Regions from separate parts of the Sus scrofa genome. Here all the other regions are linked to region 1. The links are chromatin contacts, called in public HiChIP or PLAC-seq maps. All regions are on one chromosome and are shown on one strand. Each heading gives the region's core, a stretch centred on a gene start, on an enhancer-like site or on the middle of the called end of the contact. The rest is flanking DNA. Distances are from core to core; before and after follow the strand shown.

Region 1 (3,058 bases), core at 252-2,751:
TACATTTTGAGTAAAATACAATAACAGTAAATTTGTCAAAAAGCCAGTGTGAACTAATTAAAGGCAAATGGAATTTTATCATTTCATTTAAAATTGTTTTGCAATTTGAAATTCAATACCTTAGTTAATAATTATAGAAGTTCAAGTTAACAAAGGGCAATGGAGCTAATTATTCAATAACATTAATATGCTTTTTTCTTTTTCCATTTTTTTCTACTAGCCTCTGAATATAAGACAGAGACACATTTGTTTTACAGATGATAAATGTTGTGATAGCAGGAATTTAAAGACAAAGAGCTAATATTCAGATTTTCTTCCAAGAGAAAATTTTAAATTTAAAGCAAAAGAAAGGGCTTGGAATCCTGGTATGACTCAAAAAAATAGGTTTCTCTCTCTCTTTATATCAACTATCAGGGCACAGGTCTTGTTGACTTGAATACACAGGTAGAAAGATCCTAGGCTACAATATGAGGGAGATAGACTCTGCTAGCCAAGGGAGGAAATGGAAAAGAAGGAATGGAGGAAAAAGCAAGAACGGCAGTGAGAGACTCAGGAACATTATGAAGAGTTACAGCATGGAGGATAAACATTCACATCCTTGCTCTTCCTCTTTGGAAGCTGTGGGGGTCTAGGGGCACATTGTGGAGAGTTCTCAAGTGGGATGGGACACCGGTAAACACTGGGTCCACACTGTGGGGAAGTAATCCTCATATAGCTTCGTATAATGTGCCTTGTGCGATGTGGCACGGTACCCTAAGTACAGCATATGAAGAGGGGGATGGTTGGATAATTAAAGATGTGGCAAATTTCTATTTCCCCAAACCGCACAAGAAAAGCAGATCTAGAAGATGTCAAGTGCCCTGGTTTAGGGAACCCTGAGACTCAAAGAATGAAAGATTTGCAGAGGCCTAGGGTTGAGAAAACACGGCTGCGGGATGCAAGAGCTTTGACATTAGAGGAGACAACATCATAATTGCAGTCCCTATTGTAAGAATGAGGAATAGGTTAAAGAGATAAAATAACTTGCCTGAAGTCACAGTTAGTAGGTGGTGGAATCAAGACCCTCAGCCCCACAGCCCTTAGCATATACCCACTTAATGCACATTTACACCCTCTTCATGGACATTTACAGCTATTTCGTGGTGCATAATCAGCTGCAAAGATAGCAAAAAACCAGAAAAATCACTTTTAGCTCACATAAATAGGTTTTGGGTTTTTTGTTTGTTCGTTTGTTTTTTGCAATCACCCACCATAAAGAAAAATCTTAGAAGGACCAGAGATGAATCCTAGTTCATATCTAAGAATGAATCTAAATAATCAATAGCAAAAAGGCTGGATACATCATGCTGCTCAAGGCTTTCCATCAAGTTCAGAAGAGCAACCGTTTTATAAGGAAATATAAACATTTGAGGCAAACATTTTGTCTCTTTCAGATATAGTACAATGTAGGAAACCACAAAGCAACGTGCTTAAGCAAGAACCCTCCTGGTTACACCATCACTTTGCCTAATCTACTCAGGAAGTACCATGATTAAACTATTGCCCAGCCTGAAAAGCCAGTAGCTCTACTTCTTGCTTATATTTTACATGAAGAAATAAGACTATGCCAGGAAGTTTTAACACCATGCAGAAGAGAAGCAAAGCCATAGGCTTTTGTTATGGTTGCTACAAACCCACTAAAGCTTATCTAAGTCTGGCAACCATTTGGCCTCAAAGCATGGAATCAGAAAGATTTCTAATTCTTACCTAACTGTGAAATGCTTTGTCCTCAGTGAAGAACAGAAATTCATCGCTATATCTTGATTGGAGAAGAGACAGATGGACAGGATTTGGAAGGAATCAGAGAACAAATATCTATTAAGTGCCTACCATGTTCTAGGCAATCCACATCCATCATTATCCTTGGCATCCTTCCACTTTTTTTAAAAAAAGTTCCCATCCTCCATAACATAACTTCAAATGCATAATGCTCCTGATAACCCAAGGATCCTTCAAGCCTCCTATATTTTATTGCTTTGATTAATATTTTAATCATAACAGAATTCCATAAAATCAGCATATTGAAACACAAATCTTTTCAACAACGTACTGGGAGAAATGTATTTGCTTTAAAAAATAGTGAGGGTAGAAATAGTTGACATATGCAAAACACATAATTGATTAGAAATACTGGGTCAACATTGAAAATAAACAATTTACACACACACACACATACACACAAATACAATGTTGAAAGCCCAGAGTATTTGAATAGATAAAAAAATAAATGAAAAAATAAAGCAACAATGTGATGCTAGAGTTTCATTTTTCCCCCTATTCAATTAGCAAAGTTTTATTTTGTCTGATTTGTCTGTTTTCATTGGAGTATTCAATGTAGAAGGTATGGGGAACAGATATTCTGACACACACTGCATAAGAATATACACATTGGCATAATTCTTTTGAAAAACAGAAGTATATGAGACTTGGCTTAAAACAAACAATTGTTGCAATGACATTTTTAAGAGTCTATTTTAGTTAATAGCCAGAATTTTTTTTAAATTAAAGTACAATTGATTTAGAATATTGTGCTGATTTTTGCTGTACAGCAAAGCGACCTGGTCATACATATATATACATATATATTATTTTTCCTATATTATCTTCCACCATGCTCTGTCCCATGAGATTGGATGTAGTTCCCTGTGCTATACACTAGGAGCCCATTGCTTCGTTGCTTTTCCATTCTAAATGTAATAGCTTGCATCTATTTACCCCAAAGTCCCAGTCCATCTCACTCCCTCCCAGCTCCCCCTTGGCAATCACAAATCTGTTCTCTCTATGTCTGTGAGTCTCTTTCTGTTTTGTGCCATATTTTGGATTCACGTATAAGAGATATTATATGATATTTGTCTTTCTCTTTCTGACTTACTTCACTTAGTATGAGAATCTTCAGGTGCACCCATGTTGCAACAAATGGCATTATTTCATTCTTTTTTATGGCTGAGTAGAAATTTAATTAAAGACTATACACAAAAATATTTCAGATTATACTGATTTTTTAAAAATAATAATGGCA
Region 2 (3,058 bases), core at 354-2,853, 580 kb after region 1:
TGCTGTGGCTGCAGCATAGGCCAGCAACTACAGCTCCGACTTGACCCCCAGCCTGGGAACCTCCACATGCAGCAGTTTGGCCCTAAAAAGACAAAAAAAAAAAAAAAAAAAGGGACATTTACTGAGTGCTTATGGAGTAGGTATTAGGTGGCATGCTAAACTCCTTTACATGGACTTGCTCTTTAATCCCATAATAGTCTATGAGGTAAGCGCCACCATTTTACATTGAAGGAAACTAGAAACTGACACTTAAAAGGTTGCCCAAAATTTATACAAATACAAATGATAAAGCTAGGATATGAACAAAATGAAAATGACTTCAAAATCCAGACCTGTAATCACTAGACTCACTCTACTATAAGACACCAACATTACTTAGGGCTTGGGTAGAAAAGTAAACCAGTCTTTGGTTAGAAAGAATCATGAACACTATACAAGGCAGAACTTCAGAATTTAAAAAACATTCCACTGCAAACCAAGTTTTCTAAGACTATAGATGGCTACTCATGAAGGAAACTGGATGGCAGGAGACTGGTGCTCAAGAACTGTGCCCCCTTTGGAGGAAGAATGACATTAATGCACTTGGTTCACATGCTGTATTCAATGTGCTCAAACAAAGCTGTTAGATGGCCAAATAAAACTAAATGAGAAGATCTTGAGGCTAAAAAGAAGAAAATCACAAGGCAAAAGAATGTATCCCAGAAAGTAGAAGGAGCTCCCTCCTTTCCATCCATCAACCTTCCTCCCTCCTGCCTTCTCTAGCAATTCCTCTGGAGGCATCCCGACTTTTCCACCTTCTCTAAGGATCGTCACGCATTCCAAGTTCAAAGCTGTTCCATATTTTGTTGCTTAATCCTCACCATCATAGGTTTACAGGGAAAGGAACGAGACTAAGTGTCATACTCTCAAGCAGGAGGAAGGTGGGAAAATTCTGTTCCCTAAGGCCCTGTGTGGTGGGAATCAGAGATAAAATATGTTCTCAGAATACTATGTTCTAATCTGGAGTGGAAAATGTATATTCCTATAGATACAATGCAATATATAGTAGTTAATGTACAAAAACTTACTTAGCCATAATATAGCACGACAAGGCAGCCTTATAAATATTCAATAAGTATTTACTGAGGGCCTGGTAGGTGCCACAAATTGTTCTAAGAGCTTAAGATAGAGTCCAAAAGTTTGTCCAGACAAAGTCCCTACATTCCTGGAGCTGACGTTTCTACAGAAGAGAGAGAGGAGTTCCCACTGTGGCCCAACAGGATTGGGGCATCTCTGGAGCACTGGGACCCAAGTTCGATCCCTGGACCAGCACAGTGGCTCACATCTGATCCCTGGCACAGGAACTCCATATGCTGTGGGGTGGCCAAAAAAGAAAAAAAAAAAAAAAAAAGAAGAAGAAGAAGAGAGACAAACAAGCAGGCATATAAGATAATTTCAAAAAGGGAAACCTACTGAAAGAAAATTTAAAAGGCCAATGTGATGGAGAAAGAGGGTGTGCAGCGGTGCTACTTCACAAACTGGGGAGGCAGGGAGGGGCTCACTGAGAAGAGCACACGTGAGCAGAGATCTGAAGGACAAGATGATAGACACCAGAAAACAGGAAGTAAGAGCTTTTCAGACAGAGTCACAAGACAAAGTTGTCCAATAGGGCTGTATTCAAAGCTCTTCAAAGGGCAGGCCAGTGTGGCTAAAAACAGTGAAAATGAGGATGGTTTAAGATGAAGCTGATTTGGAAGACAGGGACTGAGTTTTATTTTTTATTTTTATTTATTTTTATTTTTTGTCTTTTTAGGGCTGCACCTGCAGCATATGGAAGTTCCCGGGTTAAGGTTCAAATCGGAGCTGTAGCTGCCAGCCTACACCACAGCCACGACAAGGTGGGATCCTTAACCCACTGAGTGAGGCCAGGGATCGAACCTGTGTCCTCATGGATGCTAGTCAGATTCATTTCCACTAGGCCATGACAGGAACTCCTTATTTTTAATTTAACTTCACTATTCTTCCTTGTTTATTTTCTATTCCTCACAATCAAGTTTACTGTTCTCTCAGTTAATTTCAGACAAGACTATGCAGCAAATAACTAACTTTACTGAAAAATAAAAACAAAATAAATTACCACACACACAAAAATTAATGTTCTCTTAGATATTTTTAAACTATTATTTCCATTTATTTTTGGCTTAGAATAGCTGAACCACTCGTTTCTACCAGATTCCTTTAATTCTGTTATCTTCTAAAGCTGTGCATACATTTCTCCAAAACAAATGCTAAAGAGCTAAAAAAAACTTAATCATCTCACAGTGTTGTCCATTCAAAATAAAGCATTCAATCCAGCTGACTTCAGTGAAATGACTCAATGTTTTGACATGCAGGCCAAAAAAAAAAAAAAAAAAACATAACAAAAAAACACAACAAGAGTTATTTTGTTTATCCACAAAGTTGCTATCTCTCATCTACCACAGGAAATTCAAAGGGGATCCCATGGCAATAAGTGAATAGCTTTTCCATTCTACACACTAGTGTGGTCTAGAAAAACAGATAAAAACAACAAAGTTAATGAACTTTTAACAGGCACTTACAGGAATTTCTAAAGATGTTTTATGGATGTTCTGAAAATGATTTCATAAATGTGGAAAATTTAGTTGGTTTTCCTCTGACTAAGACAGAATGGCCAATTTTGCAAAGTTCTGCAGGAGAAAAATCTTTGTGCCTAAAACATCACAAATGAGAATTCGTAGTCTAACTTGAGGCTGTTAAGCTGCTTACTGTCGTTGACTCTGATTTAGTTTCTATCTCGCACTCTCAATTTGAGGTGCTATTATAGTTTAAGCATTATTTCACATTTGGTTTCTTTTTCTTTTTTCTTTTTTTTGTCTTTCTAGGGCCGCACCCAGAGCATATGAACGTTCTCAGGCTAGGGGTCGAAGCAGAGTTACAGCTACCGACCTAGGCCACAGCCACGTGGGATCCAAGCTGTGTCTGCAACCTTCACCACAGCTCATAGCAACACTGGATCCTTAACCCCTGAGTGAGGCCAGGGATCAAACCCTCATCCTCA
Region 3 (3,058 bases), core at 142-2,641, 530 kb after region 1:
GCTGTGGTTTTTAAATTATCGACATCTTCCACAGTGGCCAGGGTTCCACTATATTTGTACTAAGCACTTTCATAATTTGAACATAAACTATAAGGAGCCGACTCAGGATTTGAACACAGCGTGGGCATTTATCTTTACAGCACAGAGCCACCCTTATATAAGCTTTCCTGTCATCACATCTTCTTTTGAATTTATCGTATTTTCTCCAAGTTATGTTCCAATACTCCTGAATGCTAATTTCTAATCATCCTCAAAAAGTTTAAAATAGTGTCACGTTTGCCAATATTAATGACAAGCCACCTGCACAAATCTGCAGCTGCTAAAAAAATGGACTAACTTTTAAAGTTGCAAGAGACTATGTAAGTTGTTTGTATTCAGTGAATTCTTTTAAGGTATTCCTCCACCCACCTCCAACTCAGAGGTTCGGTTTTATCAACAGCACACTCTCTTCCAACACTGAAAACTGCCTGAGCATGTTTATTTGTGTAACATACAGAGCCTGTTGGACAAGAATTCCAGAAAAGTGCTTTTACCTCACCACGTGACACCGAAATATTGCTGTGGATCATCCCATCTTAATCTGGGGTTTCCCCCTTTGGGAAGATCAAATCAAGTAGTCTTTAAAGTGAGATAGAGATTTCTAGTTTTTTTCCTCAAACCCACAGAGTGTGTGGAGCTTTGTTTATGTTTGTCTTCTTTTTCTCTACTTCAAGTCAGTCAGTCTCCTTTGAGAACAGGCTGCAAAGGAAAACTCATTCGTCTTGATTTTTTTTTCAAATGATTTGACCAGCTAAAATGATTTGATCATTCTTTGGAGAATTGTTTTTACCTGAATTTGGAATGTTGCTTTTCATACTCATCTTCATTGCTACCCTGTGAGCTCCCCTTTCCTGAAAAGACATTAATGACCAGGTTCAGTAACTTATATTAGTGGGAAGCTCCCCCCTCTCATGGAACCCCCAAATAAGTCTTTCTTTGTCAAAATTAATTACTGCTGTGCATGAAATGAGCCACAGAAATGATTTTTTTCCTTGCTTCCCATCACCTTTGATTATGAAGTCCAATTATTAGTTTTTCTACAACACTCTGACTTTTCTTAAAAGTCATAGAAGTTTAAACATTAAATGGTAACTCCTAATACATTCCTTTAAATAGCTACAAATTTCATTCCTTCTATATCCACTTCAGCTATTCAAAATTTTTCCTCCTTTCAGTGGGAACATGTTTTCCCTGAGGAAGTGGTGGGAGAAGCAACTAGCAATAAAACATTTCAGTGTTAAAAATTTGAGAAATTCAAAGTTTAGATTTAACCAGTATTCTGTTCGGAGAGTCTTGGAGGTGGCTAGGCAAAATGCCTCTTAGGGAGGCAAGAACTCCCAAGTGGAGCAATACTGCCACCTAGAGGGTGTAAGTCTCAAAATCACACAAATCCTGCTGTAGGTTTTTTTCTAAGACTTGATGCTAACAGATTTCAATCCATCATTTCTTTTATCTTTAGGAACATACTAAGTGATGTGAGTAAAATATAGACCTCATACTTTTTTGTTGTTTTTTTTTCTTTTTTTTCCATAGACCTCATACTTTTTACAAATAATTCCATTGTCAGGAAATAATTCTTAAACAAAACAACCAGGTCTAAGTAACACTTCATCTGAGAAAAGGTCAGTAAACCTGAGGGAATCTCTCAGTGCCCAGGTACAGCTGAGATTCCCAATAAAGATTATGGTAGGAAGAAACCAAGATGCTTTTGTAAAGATGGAAAATCAGTCATACTTTGTCTTGATAGTATCATTTATCTAAGCAGTTTCTAAAAGTATTACAAGAGTAGTCATCATACACTGCTGTTCACTTTAGTTCAGTTTTTTTAATTTAGCTGTCTTCCAGAGATAAAGGTAATAATTTCATCTTAGAGCCATTGAACCATTTTATTCTGTGAGATTTACAGGACTATAATTCCTAATCCAAAACATTTAGGACAAGATTGTTTTAAATTCAGAACATCTTGGCTTTTAGAAAATTAATTATGATAGAACACAATGGAAGACAAAATGAGAAAAAGAGAACATATATACACGCACATATACACGTATATATGTATATATACACACAAATATACACATGTATATATATATATAGATATCTATACATACATATAGATATCTATATATGTATATATTATACATATATACATTATATATACATTATACATACATACATATAGATATCTATATATATATGTATATATGTATGACTGGGTCACCTTGCTGTACAGTAGAAATTGGCACAACATTGTAAATCAACTATAATTTTAAAGAAGAAAAAAAAGAAAGGTAATTTAGTAATATACTGTATAACATATAATAGCCCCATCAGAACTAGAACAAAATACAGGAATATTCACACTAAGTGGAATAAGTAAAATTAGAAATAGCCTCATGGTCTAGTAAGTTCAGGTTCTACAGCCAAAAACAAAACAAAATAAAATAAATAACAACAACAACTTCTTGATAAAGGATTATAGACCTGTAGTTGGTTAAGGTCTAAATTCCAGTGTAGAAAGAAATAGAAATACAGTTACACCTCACTGATCTAGCATCACCTAGAAATAAGATTTGTAGAAGTTTTGCAGATTAATGAAATTTAAACATTTTAGACTTCTTTTTATCCAATTTGTCATAAATCTTTCTAAAATATCCCTACTCTTTCTTAGTGATTCATACACCATGAATATTAATTACTATACTGTGTGGTAAAGGGGCAATGTCAACTCTTATTAAAGTTAGAGATATTTTCCCCTGGTTAAATGGTTCCAGCTATACTTGTATGAGTTCTTTCTCCTTTTCATCATTTTTAAAGCATCCTCCTTGGCTGTGTGACTCACCTCTTCTCTCTAACCTAAAAAGATTACTAAAGACAAGTAATAATTATCAAATAACTACTAAAGACAGGTGAATATTATCTTAAAATCACAATTTTTATATGAATTACAGTGAGATTTTTATATAAAAGATCCTGGTGGAATTAGAAGACCCAGACATCATCATAATCATCCTTTAAG

Evidence for each region. HiChIP or PLAC-seq counts read pairs in DNA pulled down with a chosen protein or histone mark.
Region 2: an H3K27ac HiChIP or PLAC-seq map of alveolar macrophages shows a contact between it and region 1. The contact joins two enhancer-like sites. A contact is called at or near these places in 2 of 5 promoter capture datasets (fetal liver and liver) and 1 of 2 datasets of contacts at active chromatin or transcription factors (alveolar macrophages).
Region 3: a contact with region 1 is called in an H3K27ac HiChIP or PLAC-seq map of alveolar macrophages. The contact joins two enhancer-like sites. A contact is called at or near these places in 2 of 5 promoter capture datasets (fetal skeletal muscle and liver) and 1 of 2 datasets of contacts at active chromatin or transcription factors (alveolar macrophages).

What each region holds. Positions count from the first base shown.
Region 1 is chr16:25,146,185-25,149,242 of Sscrofa11.1, forward strand. No RefSeq gene overlaps it. Among named protein-coding and RNA genes, the nearest start is that of DAB2, 370 kb to the left of the region's middle. Within about 2 kb of position 1,502, at least 1 of the 83 cell types and tissues checked has an H3K27ac peak or open chromatin away from gene starts, as enhancers often do. A contact at or near this core is called in alveolar macrophages, where this site is marked.
Region 2 is chr16:25,730,883-25,733,940 of Sscrofa11.1, forward strand. All of the region lies in intron 2 of TTC33 (tetratricopeptide repeat protein 33), which reads right to left. Among named protein-coding and RNA genes, the nearest start is that of TTC33, 9.6 kb to the right of the region's middle. Within about 2 kb of position 1,604, at least 6 of the 83 cell types and tissues checked have an H3K27ac peak or open chromatin away from gene starts, as enhancers often do. A contact at or near this core is called in alveolar macrophages, where this site is marked.
Region 3 is chr16:25,677,535-25,680,592 of Sscrofa11.1, forward strand. All of the region lies in intron 2 of PTGER4 (prostaglandin E2 receptor EP4 subtype), which reads left to right. Among named protein-coding and RNA genes, the nearest start is that of PTGER4, 8.2 kb to the left of the region's middle. Within about 2 kb of position 1,392, at least 8 of the 83 cell types and tissues checked have an H3K27ac peak or open chromatin away from gene starts, as enhancers often do. A contact at or near this core is called in alveolar macrophages, where this site is marked.